3 separate regions of the Mus musculus genome follow, and regions 1 and 2 are each linked to region 3. A link is a contact called in public HiChIP or PLAC-seq and promoter capture Hi-C data. All regions are on one chromosome and are shown on one strand. The core of a region is the stretch at or near the end of the contact, and the rest is flanking DNA. Distances in the headings are between cores, read along the strand shown. Region 1 holds the start of Aire (autoimmune regulator (autoimmune polyendocrinopathy candidiasis ectodermal dystrophy)). Region 2 has its middle 20 kb from the start of Mir6907. Region 3 overlaps Trappc10 (trafficking protein particle complex 10).

The links. Promoter capture Hi-C pulls out the DNA fragments that hold promoters and counts their contacts. HiChIP or PLAC-seq counts read pairs in DNA pulled down with a chosen protein or histone mark.
Region 1: a promoter capture Hi-C map of neural stem cells shows a contact between it and region 3. The contact joins the promoter of Aire here to the enhancer-like site in region 3. A contact is called at or near these places in 2 of 39 promoter capture datasets (macrophages and neural stem cells), 1 of 484 Hi-C or Micro-C datasets (nephron progenitors) and 4 of 9 other capture datasets (adipose tissue, embryonic stem cells, liver and 1 more).
Region 2: a contact with region 3 is called in an H3K27ac HiChIP or PLAC-seq map of microglia, with 3 times the contacts expected there. The contact joins two enhancer-like sites. A contact is called at or near these places in 6 of 484 Hi-C or Micro-C datasets (the HL-1 cell line, bone marrow-derived macrophages, cerebral cortex and 3 more), 4 of 115 datasets of contacts at active chromatin or transcription factors (embryonic hindbrain, embryonic stem cells, forebrain and 1 more) and 1 of 9 other capture datasets (embryonic stem cells).

What each region holds. Positions count from the first base shown.
Region 1 is chr10:78,042,272-78,046,647 of GRCm38.p6, reverse strand. Aire (autoimmune regulator (autoimmune polyendocrinopathy candidiasis ectodermal dystrophy)) reads left to right here and starts at 3,038. Exons shown (of 14, transcript NM_009646.2): 1 at 3,038-3,259; 2 at 3,572-3,746; 3 at 3,976-4,131. The coding sequence starts at 3,125. It also overlaps a transcript of Dnmt3l not described here.
Region 2 is chr10:78,385,599-78,390,506 of GRCm38.p6, reverse strand. No RefSeq gene overlaps it. Among named protein-coding and RNA genes, the nearest start is that of Mir6907, 20 kb to the left of the region's middle. Within about 2 kb of position 2,131, at least 40 of the 459 cell types and tissues checked have an H3K27ac peak or open chromatin away from gene starts, as enhancers often do. A contact at or near this core is called in cerebral cortex and microglia, where this site is marked.
Region 3 is chr10:78,221,237-78,225,520 of GRCm38.p6, reverse strand. Trappc10 (trafficking protein particle complex 10) reads left to right here. Exons shown (of 23, transcript NM_001081055.2): 4 at 2,661-2,857. Among named protein-coding and RNA genes, the nearest start is that of Trappc10, 21 kb to the left of the region's middle. Within about 2 kb of position 2,375, at least 59 of the 459 cell types and tissues checked have an H3K27ac peak or open chromatin away from gene starts, as enhancers often do. A contact at or near this core is called in cerebral cortex, microglia and neural stem cells, where this site is marked.

The DNA of each region.
Region 1 (4,376 bases), core at 1,789-4,288, 180 kb after region 3:
GGGTCATGCAGGCCATCTCCTCTAAGTATAGCAGCTACAGACCACCTGCAGGTGTGGACTGTCACGGAAACCCCCACGTGTGATGGAAAGTCCAAAATTCTACAGGAGTCTTTCTGTTGATCTCCAGTCAGAGGCTGGGGGCTGGGGGACGCCTGCTTGCAACAGTCAGTGCTCAGCCAACAGTGGGTTCTCTGGGTTGGGTTCAGACTTTTTTGAAAAGTGTAGACTTTAGTCTTACACTGCAATTCTAAGTTCTTCTTTATCCACTGCCTTTGGCAGAGAAATCCCCATCTGAGGAGAAGCCCCTAACTGGGGAGAAACCCCCGGGCTGCAGGCATGACATGAGGTGAATAATAATCCTACTAAGTAAGGGGCTGGCTGAGCCACCACAAGATCAGCACCTGATCACTCAAAGGTACCAGAAGTGCCTCTGGCATCTTGGGTACCTAGTGTGTGTGTTCTGGAACTGGTGGACGCAGAGACTCCATCAGTGTTCTTAAGACCCTGGCAAGGTGTGAACAGGGAGCAAGGGACTGGGGCCTGTGTCCAATCCATCATGCCAGTGAGGAATCTCTGTGCTCTGGCCTGCAGGAGTCATGCTTGTTAGGTGCTGGGTTTTACAGGGGGCTGGGGTTGATGGTTCCATAGTAACTGCATACCTGCCTGAGACAGTGGGAGAGGCCAGTGAGCAGAAACCTCCTTTGGGGATGAGGAAGAGGTGGTGTTTCTCAGGAAGCCCATTTTGGCATCACCTAATGCTTCCTTCTCAGCATCTGTGGGAGGAAGGGTGCAGATGTCAGCAGCCCCCATAGCCACTTCCAAAGGCACTATGGTTATGGCTTAGAGCCCAGACATGAACAATGGGAGGCCCCTGCTCTCCACTCACAACCTTTAGAACATTCTCCTCCGCCTATCTTGCTATATGCATGCACCCCGGCTCTGAAGTGACTGACCCTTCACAATGAGGCTTTCCTTTCTTCCCCCCAACACCTGGTCCTCATGCTGAACCCCCTTACCTACTTTCAATACTGATCCCCGCCCCCCCACCCAACACACACAGTGGAGAACAACCTCAGCACATGGAGAACTCTCAGGGGGACCCTGAGGTAGGAGGATCCAGCAGAGACCAGTGCCAGGACTAGCAACACACACACACACACACACACACACACACACACACACACACACACACACACACACTCAACTGTCAACACTCATGTTAGGGACCCCAGCACAGACCTGATCACACTTTACTCTAAAAGTTTGTCACCTCCCAGGCCACTTGCAGCTGTACAATCTCACTTTGCTGGGGGTACAAGTTCCACGCATGCCCACCTCTGCATCCTTTTCCATCTGCCTCCAGGACACCTCCCTGATTTGCTTGGAGGCCCTGTCTTTCAGGCAGTACCCTCCGGGCTCTATCATGAATCCTGAAACTGCTCCTTCGACTATTGAGGAGAACAAGACAGGAACTTGTGTGGTCCAGGGGCATCTGTTTAGGGCAGCAGTTCTCAACCTGTGGGTCACGACCCCTTTGGGGGTTGAACAACCCTTTCGCAGGGGTCACCTATCAGATATTCTGTGTATCAGATGTTTATATTATGATTCATAACTAGCAAAATTACAGTTATAAAGTAGCAGTGAAATAATTTTATGGTGGGGGTGGGTCACCACAACATGAAGATATTAAAGGGCCATAGCCCTGGTCTATGGGCTCTCTGCCTTCTTTCCTCTTCCTGTTGTACTCTATCTAACACATTCCTAGTTCAGTTTGCCAGCCACCTCTGAGCACAGAGGTAGGCCATGTGTCCTTTTCACCCACTATCACACAGGATGAACCATCTCCACTGTCCTGCTAAAATCTTCCACTCTACTCCCCCAGCCCTCAGCCAAGGACAGATGGGGTTCCCAGCGGGGTCCACTGTCCAGCCAGTTACAGAGGTCTCCTATTGTGGCTACCCAGAGGTGCCAGCAGGTCTGGACAGCCAGGCTGTGGCTAGAGCACTATTTTGGCTCCTCCCTCCCCTTCTCTCTTCCCCTCCCCTCTCCTCCCCCAGTTATTTTATTTTATTATTTTCTTTTATGTGTTTAAGTGCCTTGCTTGCATGATGTATATTTGGTCACCACATTCATGCAGTGCCAGTAGGAGCCAAAGAGGGCATCAGATGCTCTGGAACCGGAGTTACAAAGGGTTGTGAGCCATCCTGTGGGTGTTGAGAAACAAGCCCAAGTGCTCTGCAAGAGGAACAAGTGCTCTTACCACTGAGCCATCTCTCTGGCCCCTCTCTTTTTAAGTTCAGTGTGTGTGTGTGTGTGTGTGTGTGTGTGTGTGCGTGTGCGTGCATTCTCGCTTGCATATGTACATGTGTATGGAATAGTGAATATAGGGTGTTTTCTTCAATTGTTCACCTAACTTCTTTTTTAAAAAAATTCAGTTTCTCTGCGTAGGGTTTCTGTCTGTGTAGCCCTGGCTGCCCTGGAACTCACTTTTTAGACCAAGTTGGCCTCAAACTCACAGAGATCCGCCTGTCTCTGCCTCCCTAGTGCTGGCACTAAAGGCGTGAGCCACCACACTCAGCTTTCCATGTAATATTTTGAGGCAGGTTCTATCCCTGAACCTTGCTTGAGCTTATCCATTCAGTTAGTTGCCTGGTCAGTGAGCTCTACAGCCACTCCTGTCTTTGCTTCCCCACACAGGCAATTTGTCCACAGAGCCATCTTTCCCGCCAGTCCCGGTTTTTAACCCATAAACAGATCCTCTGTAGGGAGACTGGAGAGACAACTTTCCCGCTTCCTCTATCCCGAGGCCAGGCAGCTGCACTGGATCTCACAAAGAAAGAGTATCAGAGCGTCCTGAACCCAAAGGCAGGGCAGTCTCTAGCCCAGCTTTCGAAAGCTGGGCCCTGATTGGCTCTAGGCTAAACAACAGCCTCTGTTCTTTCCTGGTTGAAAGTATAACAGAGTCGCTGAGCAAGACAAACGTCGCCTTTCCGCCGCTGGGGAGTAAATATAAACGCTTACAGGTGCCTCTCCGGATAGCACCACGACACCCAAGGAAGGGAGAAGGGAACGCAAGCGCGCGTGGGCCAGCAGGGGGCGCCGAGGCGCAGCCCCTGTGAGGAAGATGGCAGGTGGGGATGGAATGCTACGCCGTCTGCTGAGGCTGCACCGCACCGAGATCGCGGTGGCCATAGACAGTGCCTTTCCGCTGCTGCATGCTCTAGCCGACCACGACGTGGTCCCTGAGGACAAGTTCCAGGTGGGCTCCAGTCCCGCCCCCGGTGCCTCTCATTCTCCCCACTCCTCCACCCGCAGACTAGGTGTTCCCTCCCAACCTCAGCCAAAACCCATACTATACCCATACCCTCCCCCTACCAGCCAAGGAGTGGTCCCAAGCCCTCCTCAGGAGACCTCTCCAGATCAAGTCCCAGGTGAGTTCCCTAACCTCACACCCTATGCCCCCTAACTGCTCCAGGGCCCAGGGATAGACAGGAATAGGCAAGTCTCCCTTATCCCAAAGAGGCAGGAGTTGGAGAATGATATGCCCAGGTGCCCAATGCTGTCACTGCAGGAGACGCTCCGTCTGAAGGAGAAGGAAGGCTGCCCCCAGGCCTTCCACGCCCTGCTGTCCTGGCTCCTGACCCGGGACAGTGGGGCCATCCTGGATTTCTGGAGGATTCTCTTTAAGGACTACAATCTGGAGCGGTACAGCCGCCTGCATAGCATCCTGGACGGCTTCCCAAAAGGTGGGCGTGTGCTGATTGATGCTGGAGCTGATGCTCAGCCAATGGGTAGCATCGGGGATATGGATACAAGTCGGCCCATGTTTTCAGGGAGCCACTAGAACTTGGGCAGATCCTAAGAAGCAAAGGGCAGAGGTCTGCTCTTTCTCGTCCTCAAGAGTGCCCCATTCTAGAGCTCACCCTGAAGATAAGGCTTTAAGACAGGACCATTGTTCCTGCCCCTGAGCTGCAGATGTGGACCTAAACCAGTCCCGGAAAGGGAGAAAGCCCCTTGCTGGTCCCAAGGCCGCGGTACTGCCACCCAGACCCCCCACCAAGAGAAAAGCACTGGAGGAGCCTCGAGCCACCCCACCAGCAACTCTGGCCTCAAAGAGCGTCTCCAGCCCAGGTACACTCAAGAGGAGCTAGCCAGGGTTGCTGGGCCCTCCCCAACCGGCTCTTAGGAGCTTCTGTCTTACTGACACCACCCCAGGGCCAGCCTGCCAGGGTCACAGAGTCACCTCTGAGCCCTCAGACCTGAGCATTGGAGGAGGCCCACAGCCTCTCAGCGTCTTACTGTCCCAAAGGCTGAGTTTCTGGGCGGTGAGGCAGGCAGGTGGTTTTGATTTCCTTTCTGTTGAAGAAGGAAACAGC
Region 2 (4,908 bases), core at 882-3,381, 170 kb before region 3:
AGCACTTTACAAAACTGGTTTACACACTGGCCTAATTCACCCAGAACTCTCAGCCTCCCCAACCTCAGAAAGATCGAATCCCAGGATGGGGCTCAAAGAGGCTGCCAAAGTCCCATCCCAGTCCCTGCTAAACTTTTTTTTTTTTTTTGGTTTTTGAGACAGGGTTTCTCTGTATAGCCCTGGCTGTCCTGGAACTCACTTTGTAGACCAGGCTGGCCTTGAACTCAGAAATCCACCTGCCTCTGCTTCCCAAGTGCTGTGATTAAAGGCGTGCGCCACCACACCTGGCTCCCATTTCTTTTCTTACTCTTTGTTTGTTTTGCTTGCTTGCTCACTTGCTTGCAACAGGGTCTCACTACAAAGCCCTGTGTGATCTGGAACTCTTTGTGAGGGACAGGCTGACCTCGAAGTCATGGATATCCACCTACCTTCACCTCTGAGTACTGAGATTCAAGGCACACACCATTCTTCCTGACACTGCTGGCCAGGCAGGTCAGGGCCACTCAGGCAAGGAGGACCGGCCCAAGGCTTGCTGAGTCTCCTAGGCTCTGGTAGCATCTTCTGCCCCATCCAGGGGTACAACCATCAGTGTGACTGGTGCCACACTGCACATTAACCATGGAGACCAAAAGACAGGGAAGACCCTTCCTCACACAGCTCACAGCCAGTAACCTCTGCTTGAGAGGTAGTTTGCTCTCCTATGGTTACAGGGAGCAGAAAAAAAGAGGCCAGTGACCCCACCCCCATACAGAACTGGGGTTCCCAATTCCAAGCTCAGTCATCTCTTATAAATACATGAACCCTGTGCAGAGCCAGAGGCTGGCCTGATCCAAGGTAGACACTCAGCCAACTGTTCACCACACAAGCTCAGAGTTCTCTTGGGTTGTCCTTGTTCACTAGCTATTGAAAGCTCATGAGGCGGGATGTTCTCCTCAGGCTCTGGAGGCAGAGGAACCTGTCCCTGTCCCTGCCCCCTGTCAGCCTTTCTATGAACATTGAGGTTGCACCATGGTAGGTCAGGCAGGCCTCGCATATGAGGGCTTTCAGGTGGTCTATGGAGGGCCATAGCTTCCCACAGAGGATTGATGCTCCTTGTAGGGATCAGGAATTCCATGGAGGTTTGGGGTTCCCAGTGGGAGCTGCAATGCTAAAGCTCAAGGTGCCAGTGGGTCCCCAGGATTCTGGCCAGCCCTTGTTACCCCATCTGTTCTGGTCACATGTTCCTAGACACAATGTCTGACCACTTACACCTTCTCTCTTACATTAACTCCCCATATGGACTAAACTCTGCAGGGGTAGCCCACCCTAGCTGTCCACAGGCAGGACCTGGCTCCTGAGGACACAGGTCCTAAGAGGAGGAGGGAGAGAAGGAAAGAGGGTTGTGGGCTGGAAGTTGAGGAGAGAGTTGCCCTCCACTTGTAGTAAGCTAAAACTTTTGTGCCACCATCTCTGTTGCCCTAGCTGTTTGGAGCAGAGCTGTTTGTGCCAGGCTAACGCAAGGCCACATGGGTTACCACATGGATCCTCAGGACCAGACAAAACAGGCATGTGCCAGGGCAGACTTACAACCCCCTACACTGACCCAAGAGTGGGTGCCTGTGGCCAGGAGGTGGAGAGGTTTCTGGGACACGGACGCTGCGTGCCAGGCTGGCAGGGACACTGCTGCAGGGCTGGAGAAGGCGCCTCCTCTGCCTTCCGCCTGTGCATTCAGTCAGCACTCACGAACTGGCTTTCCAGGTACTTGCTATTCCCTGCGCCTTCCCGGTTCCTTGCAGCTCTTAGCTCTGATTGCCCCACTATTTATAGTGGACTGTTCCAGAGACACGAATTACTATTGTAGCACAGCCTTTAAACTCCAGAAGAACATTGAAGGCAATTAGCTGACCGGTTTGCTAATGAACTTCTCTCTGGGGACTTAGCAGTAACTCTTGTTTCTTTCTTTCTTTCTTTTTCTTCTGAAGCGATGACTGTACTTTCCTGTTCCAAGAGGCCGGCTCCAAAAATATAACCTCCTTTAAATAAACTGCACAATTGCACTTCCCCGAGGGAAGGCTCGTCCTTCCTCCCCCTGATCTGCCTGTCACCCAGGAAAGCAAGGCTGCTTCTTCATCAGCCTTAGAAATCGAGCTGGGGCTTCCGCGGTGGCTCTGGGTTGGCTGATGCCACATCCGCACTCCTGATGTCCCCTCAAGGCCCGAGGCTGCCCCATGCGGAATGAGCAGGCAGAGAAAAGGAAGAAAAGACACCCTGACTAGGGGTGCTTGCTCCCAGGGGCCTTGTGCCAGGGAGCTCTGTCCACATTCAATTCCTAAATCCTCAGATGACCCACAGCGAGCCTGTACAGGAGAACTGAGGCTCAGCCCTGTGCTCCACGCACTGCCTGTCTGAAGGTGTCTCGCAGAATCTCAGAGCTGCACATAGATATCCCACAGTTCCTTGGGCTAGGGGGGACACATGGACACAGGAACTGTATTTAATTTTATTAGCAGTGATAATGGCCACCATTCAGAGCTGTCTTTTAGAGTTTCTTGCTAACCCTCCTTCAGCCCAGTATGCCAAGCAAAAGATACACCTGAATCACGAAGATGTCACAGGTTAAAAAAAAAAATCTCTTAATCTCTAAATGTCATTGATTTAACAGGTGAGCACACTTGCCACAAAACCAGGATTTGGGGATTCCTTGAACTTACAGAACCTACTCCTGCAAGTTGTCCTCTGACCTCTGTATGTGCACTGTGGCATGCGTGTGCACCACCACCACCACCACCACCACCCCCAGTTCACCCCACACCCACACCCTCTCAGCACATGTGTTAGTTAAATAAATAAGATTTAAATTTAAAACTTTTTTTTTGGAGGCCAGATGTGGTGGTCCACTCCTTTAGTCCCAGTGCTCAGGTGGCAGAGACAGGTAAGGTCTCTGTGAGTCTGAGACCAACCTGGCATACATAGCAAGTTCTAGACCAGCCAGAACTACATAGTGGGCCCTTGCCTAAACAAATAAACAAAAGAACAGAACTTGTAATCCCAGCAGAGGGGAAGTAGAAACAGGCAGATCCCTGGGGCTTCATAGCCAGGAAGCCCAGGCAGATTAAGAGAGAACTTCCAGGTCCTAGTAGGGTATCTAAATAAATAGATAACACACACACACACACACACACACACACACACACACACACACACACACACGTAGATCCAGGCGTGGTGGCACACACCTTTCATTCAGCACTCAAAGGTTGATGGGTGGATCTCTTGAGTTCAAGGCCAATTTGGCCTATGTAGTGAGTTCTGGGCCAGGCAGGGAGACAGCTGGATGTCTCAAAAAAGCAAAGTGAAAATCCAAAGTAAATGGATCCTAAGTAACAGCCCCAGATGTGGTGGTGGTCTTGCTCCTCCTCCCCCTCCTCCTCCTTCTCCCCCCCCCCTCTTCCTCCTCCTCCTCCTTCTCCTCCTCCTCCTCCTCCCCCCCTCCTGCTCCTCCTTCTCTTCCCTCTCTCTGTCTCTGTCTCTCTGTCTCTCTAGATTTATAACTGGTGAGCCCCAGTTAACATCAGAATATGTGAATTCCTCTCTCTACCTTAGTTTTCAGCTCAGTGAAGCAACTGGAACAAAGCATGTAGGTTGCTGTGATATATATATTTGCCTGCCTGTGTGAAGGAGTCAGAAGCCCTGGAACTGGAGTTACAGTCAATTGTGAGCCACCATGTGGTTGCTGGGAATTGAACTCAGGACCTCTGGAATAGCAGCCAAAGCTCTTAACCACTGAGCCATTGCTCCAGCCTCAAGGTTGAACTTCTATAGAGCTACAGGAAGCTCCACCCAGAGGGTTGTATGAATGTTCTACCCAGACAAAAAAAGCCCCTAGATGGCAGAGACCATACCCAAGATGCCACCCTCTTCTTTCCTGTGTCTCCTGTACCCCCCTTTGCCCTGCCACTTCTGCCTGTCTCCTGAGCTCTTCCTCTGCCCTGCCACTGGCCTGGCGTGGCCCATCCCGCAGGGCAGCTACTACATAGGAAATAATAATATATAATGTACTATGTATTATATAATATCACTATAGGGCATATATTTTTATAATTATATATTATAATATGTAATAGTAATAATATTATTATAAAGGAGATAAAAGAAAGAAAGCTCTTTTATAAAATAGCACATCTGACTATAGCTAATGCCTAAAGAGAAATTGGTCTCAAATAGATTATATATATATGACTGAGGCTTGTGCACTGTAGCTTGTGTCACTGTGGGTGTGGGCTTTAAGATCCTCATCCTAGCTGCCTGGAAGTCAGTATTCTGCTAGCAGCCTTCAGATGAAGATGTAGAACTCTCATCTCTGCCTGCACCATGCCTACCCAGATGCTGCCCTGTTTCGGCCTTGATGATAATGGACTGAACCTCTGAACCTGTAAGCCAGCCCCAATAAAATGTTGTCCTTATAAGAGTTGCCTTAGTCATGGTGTCTGTTCACAGCAGTAAAACCTTAACTAAGACAGAGGACAAAAGACCCAAAGCCAAAGACAAAATCCCAGACTTAAAGAGTCAGGACACTCAGGATATGACCCTCAGGGACACATACATGGACACCTGGAGTCTGACCCGTTAGTGACCCATGGTCCATTATACAAATGGCCATTCTTTAGGAAGACAACTTACACAGTGTAAAATTTACTACTAAGCAAGATAATGAGAGGCCCGCCTTTGTCCTCAGACAGAAACCCACACAGGAGTCCCAGAAAAGATCAAACACCTCCCTCCTCAACTGCTGTAGAAGAACGCCCACCTCATGAGCAGCCCGTCACAGTTCCCTCTCAGGGACTCGGTGCTGTTCCTTCCTGTGTCTTGGTCAAGTGTTACCTCCCACAGCAGGGCCTGTCTGACACTGTTTCCCATGGCCTTTTGGAG
Region 3 (4,284 bases), core at 1,126-3,625:
CATGTAGCCTTTACTAGAGTTACTTAGAAAGTGTTTTCAGGGGCCGGGCGTGGTGGCGCACGCCTTTAATCTCAGCACTCGGGAGGCAGAGGCAGGTGGATTTCTGAGTTTGAGGCCAGCCTGGTCTACAGAGTGAGTTCCAGGACAGCCAGGGCTACACAGAGAAACACTGTCTCGAAAAACTAAAAAAAAAAAAAAAAAAAAAAAAAAAAGTGTTTTCAGTTTCTAGATACAGTTATACCTTGCTAGTTTGGTTGTATTGTGGTCACAAAGAGTTGTTTGTACTATTTCTGCTTGTGTCACTTGGTTTTTCTCTGTGACTCCATTTTTCAGATTGTGATAGTAAAATGTGGGTCCATAAGAGTTGTCTTCCATGTGCTGCATAGTCCCTTGTGCTATGGCCTGTGTCCTGTTTTCTGTGGTCTGGTGATGGCATGTTCTGGTCCTCTCTCATACTCCTTGAGATGGGTGTATTGGCAGTATCAGGCATGTGCCTCTGGAGCTAGACTAATTTTTATGGAGTGAAGCGTGTGATTGCCAAAGATGGTTTCTAGATAATGTGTCCTACTCAGGAAGGTCTTGTGTCTGAAATAAGAGTTGATCTTGGGACCAGAGAGATGGCTACGCAGTTAAGAGCACTGACTGCTCTTCCAGAGGTCCTGAGTTCAATTCTCAGCAGCCACATGGTGGCTCACAACCATCTGTAATGGGATCTGATGTCTTCTTCTGGTATGTCTGAAATCAGCTATAGTGTTCTGTTATACATGAAATAACTAAATAAATCTTTAAAAAAATAATTGATCTTCCCCTAACTTCTTTTGGTAACTCTGTACCTTGTCACTTGTGTTTGGTCTGGAAGCTGCAAGTTATTTTTCTGCAGGTCAGAGTTATGGGTTGAGGGTCTCAGACATCCAATCTTCTTGTCTAAATGAACAACAAATCGGCATGGCACGATTTTCCTAATAGTCTCCCCCTTTATTAGAAACTTCAACTCTATTCAAACCCTGTTCTGTGTGTACACCGGTGTGAATACTTGAGATCTGTTGATTGTGGTGGGTCAGAGGCAGTGTTTTCCTGCATAGTGTGTAGTGTTAAGGTTGGAGGAGAGAGCACATGGTGAGCCTCAAAATACTTAAAATGAACTTGTGCTGACACGCATGTTCTCCTCTGGCTGTCACGAGTATAAGTCGTGTTTTCCAGGATGCCCTGCCCAACATGTACTTTTTTGCATGCCAGGGACTTTCCTCGTCGAGAGGCTGGGTCTTTATATCTTCTGGTTCAGCTTGTGTGGCTGTGATTTTTAAGGCAGTCAATGCCTTCTGCTGGCCAGACCCCAGTCACTGTCATATGAAGCCTTGTGCTCTCAGAAAGCCATGAGGAGGCCCAAGCCATTAGAGACTCACCCACTGTGTTCCGTCTCCCAGCCTTAAAACACAGCTCCACACCTCACCTTCTGCTGCAGATCTATGAGCACAGTAGAACTAAATCACTACACAGTGTAGTGTAAGGTTTTACACCGTGGTGGCTAGTTGGAGAGACAGGAAGAAGGAAGAGAGAAGGGTGGGGTGGGAGGCATGGGAGTTTTGATTGAAGTTACCTTGTTTAATTTACTATTGATTCAAGAAGAATTTAATAGTGGTAAGTTCTCTTGAACCTAGGAGCATGCAGTGAGTTTGTATTCCTTTGTACCCTGTTATGGCCTTAGTCATAACTTCACAGAGGCCATGCACCATCCAACTTCCCCAGGTCCACTTAGTTTAGTTCTTGGGGTCATTGTAAATGGTTTCATTGAAATTATCCTAATAAGGATCATCCTTTTTGATTTTTCAGTGTTTGGGTTTTTTGTTTGTTTGTTTGTTTGTTTTGAGACAGGGTTTCTCTGTGTATCTCTGACTGTCCTGAAACTCACTCTGTAGACCAGGTTGGCCTCAAACTCTAAGATCCACCTGCCTCTGTGTGCCAAGTGCTGGGATCAGAGCTATGCACTACCACTGCCCCGCTTTGTTTTGTGTTTTGAGACAAGCTTTCCCTGTGCAGTTGATGCTGTGTTAACTTCAGCCTTGCAATTCTGCCGTGGCCTCTATAGTATTAGGGTTGCAGCATGTACTGTATTAGGGAGTACTGCTTTCTCTCACCACTTGGGTTAGTCCTGGGAGAGAGAAGTGGAGCTGTTTTGAGTTGAGCAGCTTCCTGTCAGCTCCTGTGAGCTGGGACAGCGTGAGGGAGCTGGGTGATCTTCTCTCTGGCTCTTATGTGGAGAATTCAAGGGGCATTGAAGTTGGATCAGGATTCCAGGGCTTCCTGAGAGCTGAGGGTTACTGTGTGTGTGGACAGCTGGCAAGAAGCTAGGGTCCTGGCTGACTAATGACAATGACAGCCTTACGGGGCTTGGGCACAGAGCCCTGACTAAAGCTCTTCCTCGGCTCTTGGGCAATAGCACCCTGGGTGACCTCCTCAGCTCTTCAGCCCTTGGTGCTGTATCTTATGTCTTTGGGTGCCAGAATATGCCAGTGCTGAGACACCCACTCGGTTTACCCTCTGGCTACCACAGTGTGTTAAAATGCTGTGACTAGTGGCTCTTTGTTACTGACACCCTCCCTGTTCCTAGAGACAAAGGGGCATTGGGAAGCTCGCCTTCACAGTGACTTATTTATTTTTAGGATACTGAAGTGTACAAAGCTACGGTAAAAGACGACCTCACCAAGTGGCAGAATGTTCTGAAAGCTCATAGCTCTGTGGACTGGCTAATAGTGGTAGTTGAAAATGATGCCAAGAAAAAAAACAAAACCAACATCCTTCCCCGAACTTCTATTGTGGACAAAATAAGAAATGACTTTTGTAATAAACAGAGTGACAGGTAAGTATGTCTTGCATTTTATCCACTTTGATGTTAGTGATAGCCGTTGACTCAGGCAGTCTAGAAAACTACAGAGGGGTGCAGGATCCCTTCCCTAAACCCCTCCTCTGTAATTCCTGGCCTAGCAGTTCATCTCCAGGTGGACAGCCTAGGGGGAGAGGCTTCTGGGCCAGTGGCCCTGGGGAAGATCAGTCCTTGAATAGGGTAGAATTCCCCAAGTAGTTTCTTAACCGTGAGACACGCATTTCTGTTTATAGTCCACTTTTTAAAAGTTCCTGGAAGGAAGTTGCAAAGCAGCAGCTTCATCCCTTCCTTGTAGTGTCTTACTGCTCCTCTGCGCCTGCTGGGACTTCCTCTCCTTAGCACTGCAGACACAGTTGACCAGGTGGCTGTGTGCTGACTCGTCTCGGAGATGCCCTGGTGAGACATGCTCTCATTCCCATGGTCATTGCCACCAGCGGAGGGTCCCCATGCTGCAAGAACCTATAAGAGTGCCACTAACCTGCTTTGGGGACCTGAGGGAGGTGTTTGGGGTCAGGGCTGGGCTGGGAAGTAGAGCATGTATGAAGTGAGTGGGAAAGCGCCCAGAGCAGAGCGGTTCCTCTGCGACTCTTCAGAACACTGTCATTTTCTATGCACATTGATAGCTGCTGTTGTCACTTAGTACATTGGGAATTTTCCGTGTATGCCCCTGTCCCATTATTGCTAGTGAACACATAATAGGGCAACACATCCATGTACAGTTCACACACAGAAACCTTGAGGACTGTTGGGCTCTTGTTTGCTTACTGTTCCTACAGACATTGTCCATGTCTTTCCAGCCCAGATCCTGTGAATGTCCTTAACGACTTCCTTAGAATCTGCTCCTTAAAGGGAAGTTGCTTGGTTACAGGTTCTGTCCATTCTTCACACCTTTGGCAAAATACTGCTGAGTCAGATGCTAACTCAGGGATTGTCTAAGATGGTGGTAGCATCGAGGTCTTTCTGAGGCCCTCCTCACATGAGCCCCTGTTAGCAGCTGCTCTGGTCTTCTGTGCCCTAGGAGACACTCCTGATCAGTGTTCATTCCTCACATCTCTAGCTGTGCTGGGCTCTGTCTTTTTAATCATGCAAACAGATGATGACGTAGAGAGCGTGGGAGTCGAAAGGCCTGAGGAGGGACTAGGGCGTAGTAGTGTTATGCAGCATGGACTATGTAGGCAGCGGGCTGCTGAAGGAAAGCCCTGCCTCATGCGTGCTGTTGTGTTGAGGGTTTCCATCCTGCACTGTGAAGGCTATGGGAGACTGTGCTGCTGCTGCTCAGCAAGGGTGTTGGCAGCTGCAGCTCCTGAGAGTACCATGGGATAGGTACTGAGCTGGCAGAATGCAGCACCCGTTGGGAGGTGACATCAGGGGTGACTGGCCCTGGCCTCTGCCCTTCTGAGAGG